2 separate regions of the Arachis hypogaea genome follow, and region 2 is linked to region 1. The links are chromatin contacts, called in public Hi-C maps. All regions are on one chromosome and are shown on one strand. The core of a region is the stretch at or near the end of the contact, and the rest is flanking DNA. Distances in the headings are between cores, read along the strand shown.

Evidence for each region. Hi-C and Micro-C count contacts between places; a contact is called where the count stands out from the background.
Region 2: a contact with region 1 is called in a Hi-C map of leaf, with 2.3 times the contacts expected there. The contact joins the promoter of LOC112697146 here to the promoter of LOC112697144 in region 1. A contact is called at or near these places in 2 of 8 Hi-C or Micro-C datasets (leaf and an unstated tissue).

Annotation. Positions count from the first base shown.
Region 1 is chr6:100,511,585-100,518,324 of arahy.Tifrunner.gnm2.J5K5, reverse strand. LOC112697144 (NAC domain-containing protein 83) reads left to right here and starts at 3,214. Exons shown (of 3, transcript XM_025750191.3): 1 at 3,214-3,644; 2 at 3,929-4,185; 3 at 4,323-4,790. The coding sequence starts at 3,293. The coding sequence ends at 4,535.
Region 2 is chr6:100,719,822-100,726,762 of arahy.Tifrunner.gnm2.J5K5, reverse strand. It overlaps LOC112697146 (glycerophosphodiester phosphodiesterase GDPD1, chloroplastic), which reads left to right and starts at 2,717. Exons shown (of 7, transcript XM_025750192.3): 1 at 2,717-3,176; 2 at 3,257-3,435; 3 at 4,018-4,077; 4 at 4,170-4,451; 5 at 4,848-4,943; 6 at 5,044-5,240; 7 at 5,331-5,895. The coding sequence starts at 3,080. The coding sequence ends at 5,580.

The DNA of each region.
Region 1 (6,740 bases), core at 1,965-4,464:
TGACAAATTTAAAACTGATGTAGAGACTTAGTTAAAATTTTTTAAAATATAAAGAATTAATCATAAATTTAAAAAAAATTGTAAGAATTTTTGGAGTAATTTAACTTTAAATTTATTTATAGATCATACCAAAATATTGAGTGACCAAATATTTTAATAATTAGGTCTAACAAATTTCTATTTACACACGTATTTTTTTTTTCTTATTCTTTGTGCACACTCTCCTCCTTCTATTTCTTTTATCTTTCTTCAAAATCTGTATAGTTTAAAATAATTAATATATTATGCAACTACAATTCGGTGTTTTGTAACTAAAATTTATGTGTTTTTCAAAAAAATATTATTTTTTCTTTTTTATTATTCAAGTTAAAAAAAATTTATGTATTACACAACTAAATTTTTTGCATTTTTCAACTAAAATTTTGTGTATTTTTCTTTTTCATTATTTCACTCAAAAATTTATACAATTTAAAATAATTTTTGCATTATCCAACTAAAATTTAAGTATGTTTTTATAATTTCTTATAACAAACATAGAAATATTTAGGAAAAAATATTTAAAATTAAACACAAAAATTTATAGACGAAAAACACAAAAAATACTTTTTATTTTATTTTCATCTCAAATTTTTTCCCCATCTTTTTTTTTTCTTCTTGTTTGTTTCTCTCGTGAATAAAAAACAAAAAGAGGTAGAAAATACAAAATTTATATATATAAAATTATAATAACAACATCAGAAAAAGAAATTAAAAAAATAAAGTAACAAGTAAAAAAATTGTGTGATTTAGTTGGACTAATTTAATTGAATCTGGATACCAAAAAGATTTATTAAGATTACACTAAATTTAACTATTAATTTGGTCCTAAAAAAATTCAACCGCCAACAAAAAGTCTTTAAAAAATATTATCAACAAAACAGTTCTTGAATGATTCGAAAATAAATAAATAATAATTATTATATTTTTGTAAGTGACAAAAAATTTTTATATTTAACAAACAATTTATTCATTTGATTTAAATTTTTGTGATAATATTTAAATAAATATTTAGAAAGTAAAAAAAATCAGAGCAAAATTTGTTCTGAAATTCTTTTTTTATTTTTAAAAAATATGATAATTCAAAATATTTTTTAAAAAAATTCATTTAACATAAAATTATCAAATTTAAAAATAAAATATTTTATTTTTCTAATAATAATTACAAAAATTTGTATCAAAATATAATCTCTAAAATTTTTTTTTAGTATATATATTTGATATCTAGTTTTTTTGTTGTATTTTAAAATCTTTCGAGAACTTATTTATTATTAGCATTTTTTGGGATTCTTTTTGTCAGCGATAAAAACTTTCGAGTATTATTTTGCTAATTTACTCTATAGCACTACTATAAGAGAAATGTTAGGTGCATGAGAATTTATTATTTTTAAAGGATAAAGTATTAAATTGGTCTCCTATATTTGGGCATAATCCTGTTTTAGTCCTTAAGATTTAAAGTATCTTATTTGAATAAAAAAAATCATTTAGCTTCAATGTAGTCTCATTGTGAGGTCAAAGTTAAATAATTAACAAAATATCCTGCATGACAGTTGTACAATAACAAGGTCGATAATTTGGGCTGCGTTTGTTTCTGAGAGCAGGACAAGACAATACACTGAGAACAAGACACAAAGAACAGAGACACAAAATTTTGTGTTCTTGTATCTTGTTTGGTGATAAACTAAAATAAATTATGAAAATCAAATTTATTCTCGTTTTTTTTCATTCAAAAAATTTGAGACGAAAATTATAATAATAAAAAATATAATTATAAAAAATTAACAAGGATAATGAAAGAAAAAATGAAAAATAAGTTGTGTCCTTTGTTAGTGTCTCCTTGTCCTTCCTGTTAGGATGGACACAAAATACACTAATTCAGTATCTCTGGACACATTGTCTCTGCCTCCTCTGTCAAACACAATTTTGTGTCTCTATGTCCCTGTTTTAGTATCTGTCTCTATAAATAAACGCAGCCCTGGAGAACAAATACGAGCTCCAAAAACACAAAATTAACCGTGGATGCATCAATATATTGATTTATCATTCTCCTTAATTCTATAGAAAATATTTCATTTAAATTGTAAGAAGAATGATAAATAAATGTATTGATGTATGGTTGATTTTGTGCATCTGAAGTTTGTATTTGTTCTCAATATTATCAACCTTGTTCTTGTACTGTTGTCATGTAGGACATTCTATTAATTATTTAACTTTAACTTTACGGTGAGACTATATTAAAGTTAAATGAAATTTTTTGGATTCAAATAAGACATTTTAAATTTTGGTTTTCTAAATTGAGAAGAGAGAGGCAACTGTGTTAGGAGATGGATTATGTTCACATTTCTGATTCAGATATCAGGATCTTGGACCTTTGGTCATCTGGACAGTGGAACCTTGAGAATATATATTCTCCTCTGAATCAGTCTCTGCAGAGCAACATTAACTCTTACAACCCGGATGTTCAAGCTGGTTTAGAGGTCGGTTGGTGTTGGACTGGTGCGGCTTCAAAGGTTTATGATGCTCGTAGTGGTTATTTATGGCTCAGTAAGATGTTTACTTGGGAGGATAGAGGTAATTAGCTTTGGCTTTAGCGTCAACATGTTTCAGAAAAGTACAAATTTTTGGCCTGGCTATGTCTTCGGGAGGCTCTTTCTACTGCTGCATTTTATTTTAGGAGGCGCATTTCGAACATGGATAGTTGTCCACGATGTTTCTCAGGTCAGGAATCGGTTTTATATTGTATTCGGGATTGTCCAAAAACCCAATTAGTTTGGCAAACTTTAGGGATTTCCGATCAACCAGTGAATTTAATGAGTTGGTTCTTACATAATAGCAAACAGCGTCCCTTTAGATTCTTTTCTGGTCTCTGGTGGATTTGGCGTTCGAGGAACAACGAGATCTTTCATTCTCACGAGCATTGGACCATAAATAAAGTGATTGGTATGACTTTGTCCTTAAAAAAGAATTTTCAAAATATTTTTGAGTTGTAACGACTGTCTATCTCATTCATTATTAGTGGCTCTTAAATTCTCCTATCAATAAATACTTTTAAGATTAACAGAAGAAAGAGAATAAATCATAATAGAAGTCCACAGTGCTATAAGCCAATAAATCATAATAGAAGAGAGAGAGAATAAAATTAAAAGCAGATAAAAGGTCCCTTAGAAAGTCAAACAAGGAATTAAGGATATTGCTGGGTCATAATTGGAGTTATGATCCTTCCACTTTTGCCTCTTTCTCTCTTTGATAGCACTGCATGTCTTGTATCTATAAATTAACCCACACCCACTTTTCTCTGTCCTCACACATAAAACAACACTGCTCTTTGTCTCATCCTTCAAATCCCTCTATCTTCTTCTTCCAAAGGGGAGTTCCACTCAAACCCCCCTTCTTCTTCTTCTTCTTCTTCTTCTTTGAGATGGATAACAGGTTGGCCACAAACTCCTCTTATGCTTCTCTTAGATTGCCCGTTGGCTACAGATTCTGCCCCTCTGACGAGGTTTTTGTCTCTTGCTACCTCAAAAACAAGGCCCTTTCAAAAACATTGGATTTTGATGTTGTTCCTGTCTTCGATGTCTTCAACACTGAGCCCAAGAATCTCCCTTCAGGTTCGTGTAAATTAATATATATATTTAAATAATATTTTCCAGTTCTTTATGTATTTATTTATTTCAATATTAAATCTTCTATGACAGTGTTGTTTATGGTTACCTCGTTAATAATCAGTATTTTCACACTCATTAAAAATTAAAAAAAGAAATTACGTGATCAACATTTTCTTAAATTAATTCTTAATTTTTTATTACCGTTAGTCCTTTCTTGAGCCCTTAAACCTGAATGAATTTTTTTACTTTTGTGGTCTCTTTTTCCAATTTAATTATTTGTTTTTCAGGAGGAAAGGTGTTTCTGGAGACAAAGTACTTTTACTTTGATCTGAAAGAGCGTGTGTTTGAAGACAATAACAAGATTGAAGCAGGGAAAGGGCACTGGAAAAGGGTGGGGAAAGGGAATCAGGAGCTTCTAAATAACAACAACAAACTCATTGGGTTCAAGACCAAGTTTGTTTTTTGGAGGAAGAAGAACCGCACTCAATTTCTTAAAACTAAGTGGGTTATGTTTGAGTTCCGTGTTTTTCTCAACCCCTCTCAGGTAATTCATTTCTTTAGAAGATAGAATCTAAATGCAAAATGAAAGATCATGTTGCCATATACTATGCCACATTATCTTATCTGAATAATTATTTTGGTATATATTTCATATTCATAACATGTGGTTTTTGGAAACAGATAATGTCATCATGGGCTGGCTACAAAATATATCTGAAGAAGGATAAGAGGAGGAACAAGAAGGCAAAGTTTTCTTGCGAGGAAAGCAGTGATGATGATGAAGAAGAAGAAGCAGAAAGAGCAAGTGAAGTAAATTTTGCAGATGAGATAAGTGGAATTAACACAGGACCTCTTTCACCAACTTCATCTAATGAATCCTCTGTTACAAATTAATTATTAGAGCAGCAAAAATTGTTCAAATGAGTTAGGAAATTCAATAGGAGTTGCTTGCAGCATAGGTCTTTTAATTTACTAGTATGAGAAAAATCATTTAGAGCCCTTTGGATACCCATTAACAACTTTTTTTTTTTCCTTTTTAGTCATTAGAGATTAGGCAAATGAGAATTGTATATGGGCGTTTATTTTGTGATCAAGGGCTCTAACATTTGGTGGTGGTTATAATAATAATAAGAAGCAACTTGTTCATAATTTTATTAGTAGTACTCTTCGCAAATATATATGCTTTAATTTATTTGCTACCATTTTATAGTCTTTTATTTTTTGCAATTATAAATATGACTGCAACTACAATTTAAAATCATGATGTTATGCGTTTTTGTTCAAGTCAAGAATAATTATAATGACAGGGTGAAAGTAAAAAGGTCATTATAAATTTATGCTCGGAATTCTTTCTAGCTTTTGTTCCTCAGAAGGCTAATGATTTTTGTTGGAAAAGAAAAAAAGGAGAAAAGGTAAAAAAAAAAATCCAAAGTGTAATAATAAACGAAGGAATACATGCAAAAGGGAGGCATCCAATGAAAGTAGGGAAAAGGGTTCTGTATTATCTAATCATGAACTTTATGAAAATAAATGAATGAATAAAATGAGTGATGCCATATGAGTAAGCAAGCACACAATTAATTAAGCATCACCACAAGGATGTTAGTGTGGCTTAATTTTTTTTTAATTTCAAGAAATACAATTTGTTTATTAAGGTTAATTAGATATAAACTTTATCTATTTTTTATTTAATTTCTTTAGTATATTTAAGTTTAAGTTGATATCTCAGATACTAATTTGAATGTAACATTTTTGTTTTGAGCGCATCCGCACATGAATTTGATTCGAATCCTTCTTTCAATAGGAGAACTCAATACCCCATTCATAAAATTCTTTCTTTTTGAGTATAAAAAAAATATAAATGAAAAAGAAAAAAGAAAAAGGGGAGAGATATTCTACTTTATATGGAAGTGAGGATGAAAAGGAGAGAAGATAGATATATATGTAAAAAATCGTTGAGTATTTATGGTTAAGGAAGGAATAAAATATAGGGTAAATCTTTTATATAGAATTATAGATTAGTGTTGATACGCCATCAGCATGTGTTTTATATCCGGCCAATCAATTAGATAACATCATATGTATTTATTATATTTAAAGGGATCATTCTAAAATTTGAACACTTCATCTTTTGAATCAAAGACATTAATTATTAGAAATTATTTTAAAGAAAATATTTGTAGTGAAATAAGGGTTGATAGATCATAGACTTAAATATGCAAGAGACATTTATAAGATCTGAACCAGTTTCAATAATATAATGACATGCATAATTTATATTGAATATTTTGTGTTAAAGAACCTTAACTCCAACAGTGTAAAAGCCATTAAAATTAAGTTTTTTTTTTTTTTAAAGTAAATAGCTTATGTATCACTCTTGCAGACAATTGTATTTGATTTGTATTTTTTATTTTCTGTTTCTATTTTTAGTATTTTTTTGTTTTTATAATTTAAAAAAAAATAACTGTGAAAATAAAAAAAATATTTTATTATTTTTTATTGCTTTTTTTTTAAATAAAAACAATTGAACCAAACGCAGCTAAAGTATTCTAGGTAATGCGAACTAATAATAATCGGTGGCTTAAAAATTATTAGTAATTATTGGATTAAATTTGTATTGATTTCTACTAGCGGACTATATAATACTCCATTATTGTTTCTTGATGCATTGCACTGAATAAAAATTGGATGTGATAAGAGAATATTTGAAATATAAAACTTGGCGTTTGTTGAGTTAGCAAAGTGAACAAGGAACAAAAAAGAAAAATAAAATTGTGTTGGTTGAGTAGAAGGGAACAATAAGCCACAAAACATTTCTATAATAATGGTTCTCTTCCAAGCTTGGATAACGCAACCCCTACCTATGCTTCTATAGAATAAGATTCTTGTCTAACTAAATCTCTATGCTGTCCACGTTTTACAAATTAAATTAGCTCTTTAATAATAATAATAATAATAATAATAATAATAATAATAATAATAATAATAAATGTTATTTTTAGTCTCAAATTATTTATCTGAATGTTAAAGTGTTTTTTTTTTTATAATTTATCTATAACTAATTTTTACCATTTGAATAATTAATTAAATGTTTTTTTT
Region 2 (6,941 bases), core at 1,468-3,967, 210 kb before region 1:
ACTTAATCAAATTTAGTTTTCTCCCATTTTCAAATTCCACTATCACCACTTCGTTATTCTCTTAAACTCTCTCCTTAGTTTCATAATTTTTCAACCTTTTTTTTCTACTCTTTTTTAGTGGTCATCTTCTATTCATCAAAAAGTAAGTTTTAAATTCTCTATTTTTTTTATATAATTCTCTATGATTCTATGTATCTTTCAATTTCATTGTTTCTCTTTTTGATATTTTCAATTGAAAATTTTAACTCAAGCAATTATAATTTATGTATTAATCTAATTTTTATTCTCTTCATGAATTTATATATTTTATTTTATTCTCAATTTAGTGATTCTTATTATTTATTTGTTTATCTTTTGTCCTATTTTATTATATATAATATGTTACATATAAATTTTAAAATTAATTAATTAATTTACTAATTTATAATATATATATTATTTTTAGAAATAATAATAAAAAATATTTTAAAAAATATGTTTCGTTCTATTTTATTATATGTAATTTTATTTTATTTTTGTATTCGAATAATTGATATGTACGCTTAATTTTTTAAATTTCGATTAATATATCTTTTAATAATAATATATATTATTTTTGTCTTTAATATAAATTTTTTGAATCTGTTACTGTTAATAAATACTTTAAAACTTGTCTCCACAAATGTGACTTCTCATTTAAATATTTGCTTGAATAAAAAACATCATCAGGGACAAAAAAAAAAAAATTTGCATCATTGTGCGACTTCTCGGATATATTGGAAAAATACCTTCAAAATTAATGTGAAAATATAGAAAAATGATCTTACGATAATCTTTGAGGCTATGTTTGGTTGAAAGGAAAGAAATAGAGAGGAAAGAAATAGAAAGGAAAGAAAAGAAAGGAAAGAAATTGAGTGGATTTTTATTTTCTTTAGATGTGTTTGGTTGGAAGGAAAATAAGAAAGAAAGAAATGTTATAAAAAGACAATCTTATCCCTATATTATAATATATATTAAAAAAAGTGAAGGGGTAGTATTGGAAGTAGAGAGGGAAACATTAGTTTTCTCTCCATTTTCTTTCCAATGTTGGAGAGAAAAGAAATTGGTGGGCCCCACCACTTTTTTTTCCATCCATTTTCTTTTCCCTCAATTTTCTTCTCCAACTAAACAATGAAAAATAATCATTTTCCTTCTTATTTTCTTTCCTCACTTTTCTTTCCTTCCATTTTCCACTCAAACAAACATAGTGTGACTAAACCATGTTTCCTTCAATAAACGTTGCTATTGAATGACATGTAACTAATTATGAACACATTAAATATCAGACGCTTAAGTTTTGGAGACTAATTCAGAATATTTCTTAAAAGGAAAAAAATTCATTGACAGATATCATATATGATATCGATCGCAGTTTTCAAAAAGAAAAAAAAAAAAAAGAAAATACAAAGAAGCTGCACATTCGTTGTAGAATCTTCTGGTTATCTCCATGAAACTATTATTATTACCTTTAAAGTGAACGTTACTGTGATGAGTCATTCTAGTATAAGTAGTGGTAGTAAATGAATCGAAACCAGCTGAATGATCCGCATTACGTGTTATAAAGGCGGGTTGATGATTATGTTTATTATATATTTAGAATTATAAAAATTTTAATATTATGAATTTAGAAATTAAATTTTTTTATGTTTTTAAAAATTATAAATTTATTAAAATGATTATAAAATTATATATATTATTTAATATTTAATGATTTAGTAATTAAAAAATTAATAAAAAAAATTGTCAAATTTAGTCTGTCAATCTATTAATGTAATTGTTGTTAAACGAAATTGGAGAGAAATTTAAAATCGTCTCACTAGACGTGATGAGCGAATTAATCTATCAGATAGCAGGTTTTTGGCGGATAAAACAGAACGAGACGAACTCATCTATTTGTCACCCTTAAATACAATATTAGTCTGTTCTTAAAGTATTTAATTAATCAAATACAACATATTTATGATTTTTTTAGAATAGACTTCAAAATTAAATCTTTTAAATAACTTGATAAATTTGAATTACATTAAAATTAGTGATCTTGAGTCTAGAATCTAGACTATAGTGAAAAATATAGTTTAAAATTTTCATTTTTTATTTTAATTATATTAGGTATAAGTATACATTTAAATTAGCCACAAATACAAATAACACTTATATTGAATTTTAGTAAAAAAATTAATCTATTAATATGATTAGAATGAAATCTTAATCATATTTTATCTTATCTATTACTATCTTTAACTATTAATATCAACTATATATTAAAATATAAATATATATTAAAAATAAATTATATTTAGACCGTCTAACTTAAAAAAAGATACATTTTCTTGACAACATAGAAATAACATATATAATATTCTAGAACAATTTAATTAAGCATTACATATATATGAGGTGCAAGTTATAATTGTTTTAAAAACTTTTAAATTTAACCACAATGATTAGATAGTACGTGTTAACGTTAATTTACTTTCATTTAATTTATAAAAGAGTAACTAATTTTAAAAATAAGAAAAAAGTAACTCAGTAAGTTTTTTATGTTTTTAATCCTATCGCTTTTAACAAAATTTTCATCCTGTTTAGATAAAATTATCTAACAAATCACGCATTACAAGTCAGGCAGTGGCTAAATTAGAATAGGGGAAAGATGAAATAAATGCATATATTCACTCCTTGTTAGTAAAAAACTAAATAAAAACCAAAAAACAAAATTTTAATTGATAACAGACAAGTCACGGTCCAAAAAAGCAACCTAACGAAACGAAAAATAAAAAAAGTAGGGTCGTTGGATAGGAATATCCAAAGAGCATATGACATAAGGAACGAAGAATATTCGGCGCGAAGATCCCGTCTATGTTATTTCCAAAGCATTCATTCAATCTTCGCAAGCAATAAATACCACCCCCATCCATTCTTTGAATCAAAGCGACAAGAAATAACAAACCTCTCTGCGAAATTTCCCTGCATCACTCTCCTCTTCCCTTCTTTTTTTTTTTCTTTTTCTTTTTCCCTTTCTATTCTTTCTATTCTTTCTTTCTTTCTCTCTCTTAATTCTCTAATGGCTCTCAAGGCCGTTCACGTCTCCGACGTCCCTTCCCTCGATCACGTCACAGAGAATGCCTCTTTGACCGCCTACGCCACCCGCTTCTCCAACGGTATATATTATCAATATTAATTAATTTTCATAATTAGAAGCATCATTATATTGATTAATTTTATAATGCTATCTGTGTAGTGGAGATGAATCGGAGTGAGTTGAAGATGCCGAAGTTTGTGGTGGTAGGGCACAGGGGACACGGCATGAACCAGTTGCAGTCGTCGGATCGGAGAATGAGAGCCATCAAGGAGAACTCAATCATGTCCTTCAACGCCGCTGCTGCTTTCCCTCTCGATTTCATCGAATTCGACGTTCAGGTACCTCTTTTTCTTTCTATTTTTGGTTTTTTCTTTTCTTAATTTCGAAATTAAAAAAAGGAATGGATGAAATTCAACCCTGTGTTCTCGTGTTTTCTTTTTTTCTCTATCTTTCTTTCTTTTTCCGGTGCCGCGCGAGCGGGGAACGAAACGACGCTCCCTCGCCGCGTTTTTCTCCAATTTAATATAACACATGCCACTCGTTTTCTTTATTTCCCGTTTTGCCCCTGCATTTTTCGCATCGTGGCATTTCCTGGAAAATAGGCCAGATTTATTATTTCTTGTCTTTTCTACAAAGAAACTACTGAAAGAAAAAGACGAATATACTTTTGTTTGTTTTTTTCCTTTTTTTTCTTTTCCGTGCGGTGTGGTATGGGTTTTGTGCTCTATCGTTTTCTATTAATCAGGTGGATCGGTACTGATTGGCTGCTTGTTTGTTTGTTTTTGTGTCCCCACTTTCGTGTGGGGATTTTTTTTCTTTTAAAATATAAAAATTTGACTTGGCTTAAGAAGTTGAAGCTGAAATGAAGAACGAAAAAAAAAAAAAAAAACAAAAGTTAAAGCGGAAATGTGTTTTTGTAGGTGACAAAAGATGACTACCCGGTCATTTTCCACGACGACTTCATCTTTTCCGAAGAGAACGTAAGTTCTCCATTTTCCCGTTCTCCATTATCTATTTATATCTTTATATTGTTATTATTTTGAATAGTTGTGACTCTTAAACTTTTTCTCAGGGTAATGTGTTTCAGACGAGAATGACGGATCTAACCCTCTCTGAGTTCCTTTCGTACGGTCCTCAAAGAGAGGCTGGAAAGGAAGGGAAAAAGTTGCTGAGGAAAACAAAGGAGGGTAATATACTCAAGTGGGACGTTGAAAAGGATGACCCACTCTGCACTCTCGAGGAAGCTTTTGTCAACGTTAAACCCTCTATAGGTTTCAACGTTGAGCTTAAGTTCGATGACCACATTGTTTACCAGCAAGATCATCTTGTCCATGTCCTTCAGGCTGTCTTGAAGGTATATATATATATATATATATATATATATATATATATATATATATTAAATAATTACTAACTAACTAGTTTGACCCTCTGAAAAATTGCTTCCGAGTTGGTCGCTAAAAACATTGATAATTATTCACCAAAAACGACTAGTGTTTTTTTTTTCTTGTCCAAAAGAGTACATTGACAAAGACAGAAGTAATAATACTTAGAATGATTATGAAAGTCCCTTATAAGAATTTCACAAAACCTATTCTAAAGCTCTAGCCACTCATGTAAACTCCATGTCGACTCAAGTAGTACTTTGTCACGCTGAATTTTGCCAATCTTTAAACCGGTTTTACCTCAGTTGCTCTTTGATTAAAGGAAGTATGGAACAAATTATAATAAGCTCTGAACGGTTGTGCAGATTGTGTTTGAACATGCCAAGGACAGGCCTATCATATTCTCTACTTTTCAGCCAGATGCTGCAATACTTGTTCGTAAATTGCAAAGCACCTACCCTGTAAGCCCTCTTGATATTCTCATTGTACTTAAGAATTTTTTTTTCCTTTACCTTTTGACATGTTTTTTGATTGGATTTTAATCTGATGATTATGTGTCAGGTATTCTTCTTGACTAACGGAGGATGTGAAATCTATGAGGATGTGAGAAGGAATTCTTTAGAGGAGGCCCTGAAGCTCTGCTTGGAGAATGATTTGCAAGGAATTGTCTCTGAGATCAAAGGGGTTTTCAGGAACCCCGGAGTCGTAAGCAAGATCAAGGAGTCCTCGCTTTGCCTTCTTACTTACGGAAAACTAAAGTATGCTAATTACGATTCTGCGGTTTTGCCTTTGTTTTTACTTCCTGTTCTTGTTCTCACATTATTTTTGTTCAATGTAATTTTCTGCAGCAATGTTCCTGAGGCAGTCTACATGCAACATCTTATGGGAATTGATGGGGTGATTGTTGATCTGGTGAAAGAAATAACAGAGGCCGTTGCGAATATGATAAAGCCAGTGAGCAACAATGCGGTGGGTGGCGAAGAGGGCTTGGCTGAAATAGAAGGGATGGGGAAGTTGCAGGTGAAGTCAAATCCTAAATTCTCGCAGGAGGAAATGTCTTTTCTCTTCAAGCTGATTCCACAGTTGTTGCAGATTTGAAGAGAGATTATGGTCCTTTCATACATACAGATAGTCTAGGAGTCACTACTTACTTTACCTTGGGTCGCTTTTTTCCCCTTTTCATTTTGGTTATAACAAAAATACACAAATGGGGGTTTGAGAGGAGATTTAAGCAAATTGTATATATTTCTTCTTAATGTGTATGTAAAAGTGATTGCTTGATGGCTCTCTTCTTTCAGAAACCGTAGTTGTCAGCTTCCCTTCATTGTGTCCATATAACGTACTTACATTTCAACATTACATGATGTATGTATGTACATTTTAATGGAGAAATATGGAAACTTTTATGTGCCATACATGTTTTCCCAATCAGATTACTTTTCTTTACATTGTTTGGATATATGGTTAGTGTTAGGATGGCGCCTTAAATTGTTTCTTGTTCACCGCCATGGGCCATTACAGCTTTGTAGATGCTAAGGGATGTTAAGGACATGTCTCCAAAATGAAGAATGAACAATACGTTTCTGAAATTTCCAATAATTAAAAAAATCTTTTAAAATTCTGCTTACAGTAAAACTTAACAAGAAGCAAACGGCATGCGTACTACTGCCAGATCCTCTGTCGGCATCAAAATAAACAAAATTGCAAAATACAAAAGCGGTTAGGAAAAGATGCCACATTTCTTGGGGCAGTAGTGGTTGAAGTTTGGTGTTACGAGCGATTATGATGATGCACCTGTGTTTTATTGGCATATTGGAATAAAGTAAAAATAGCTGTCTGCGATTTGTAGGTAGCAGGAGGAGGACCAAAAAAAGGGTGATTATTACATGGCTGAAAAAAAAAAATTTTTCAAAAAGAAGAAAAGAGGGAGGCGACATGACGGATGGTGAGGGTGATTTGTTAGGAAAAAATAAAAAATTTGAATCTACTACAAATAAGGACTCAAGGTCAAGGATCAAGGCTTTATATTCTTTTTGTTGTTCCTCCTATTCTTCTTCTCTATTTTTGTTTTTCTGATATATTTGTTGTTTTCGTATTTTATTTAATAAAATTAATAAAACAATAAGTGATAGAGTTAGTTTTAACATATATTATAATGATCAAATTTAATTTCAGACATCTAAAAGAGTAAAATTTATGTATAAAAATTCTTGTGAATTTGTTGTTTGATATTTATATAGTTTAAATCAGCATGTGAAGCATTACTTTAACTACAAATCAAGCAAAATAATGTCTAATAAGTCAAATTTAACATAATTCAATTTACCATAATAAAGTCCCTGAAGTGACAAACTACAATAAGAATAAAGTTGAATATAATTCATGAATATAAAGATGATACAAAAAACAACATAGTCCTAACAATGTCAAACCAAACCAGGAGATACTACTTGCTAATT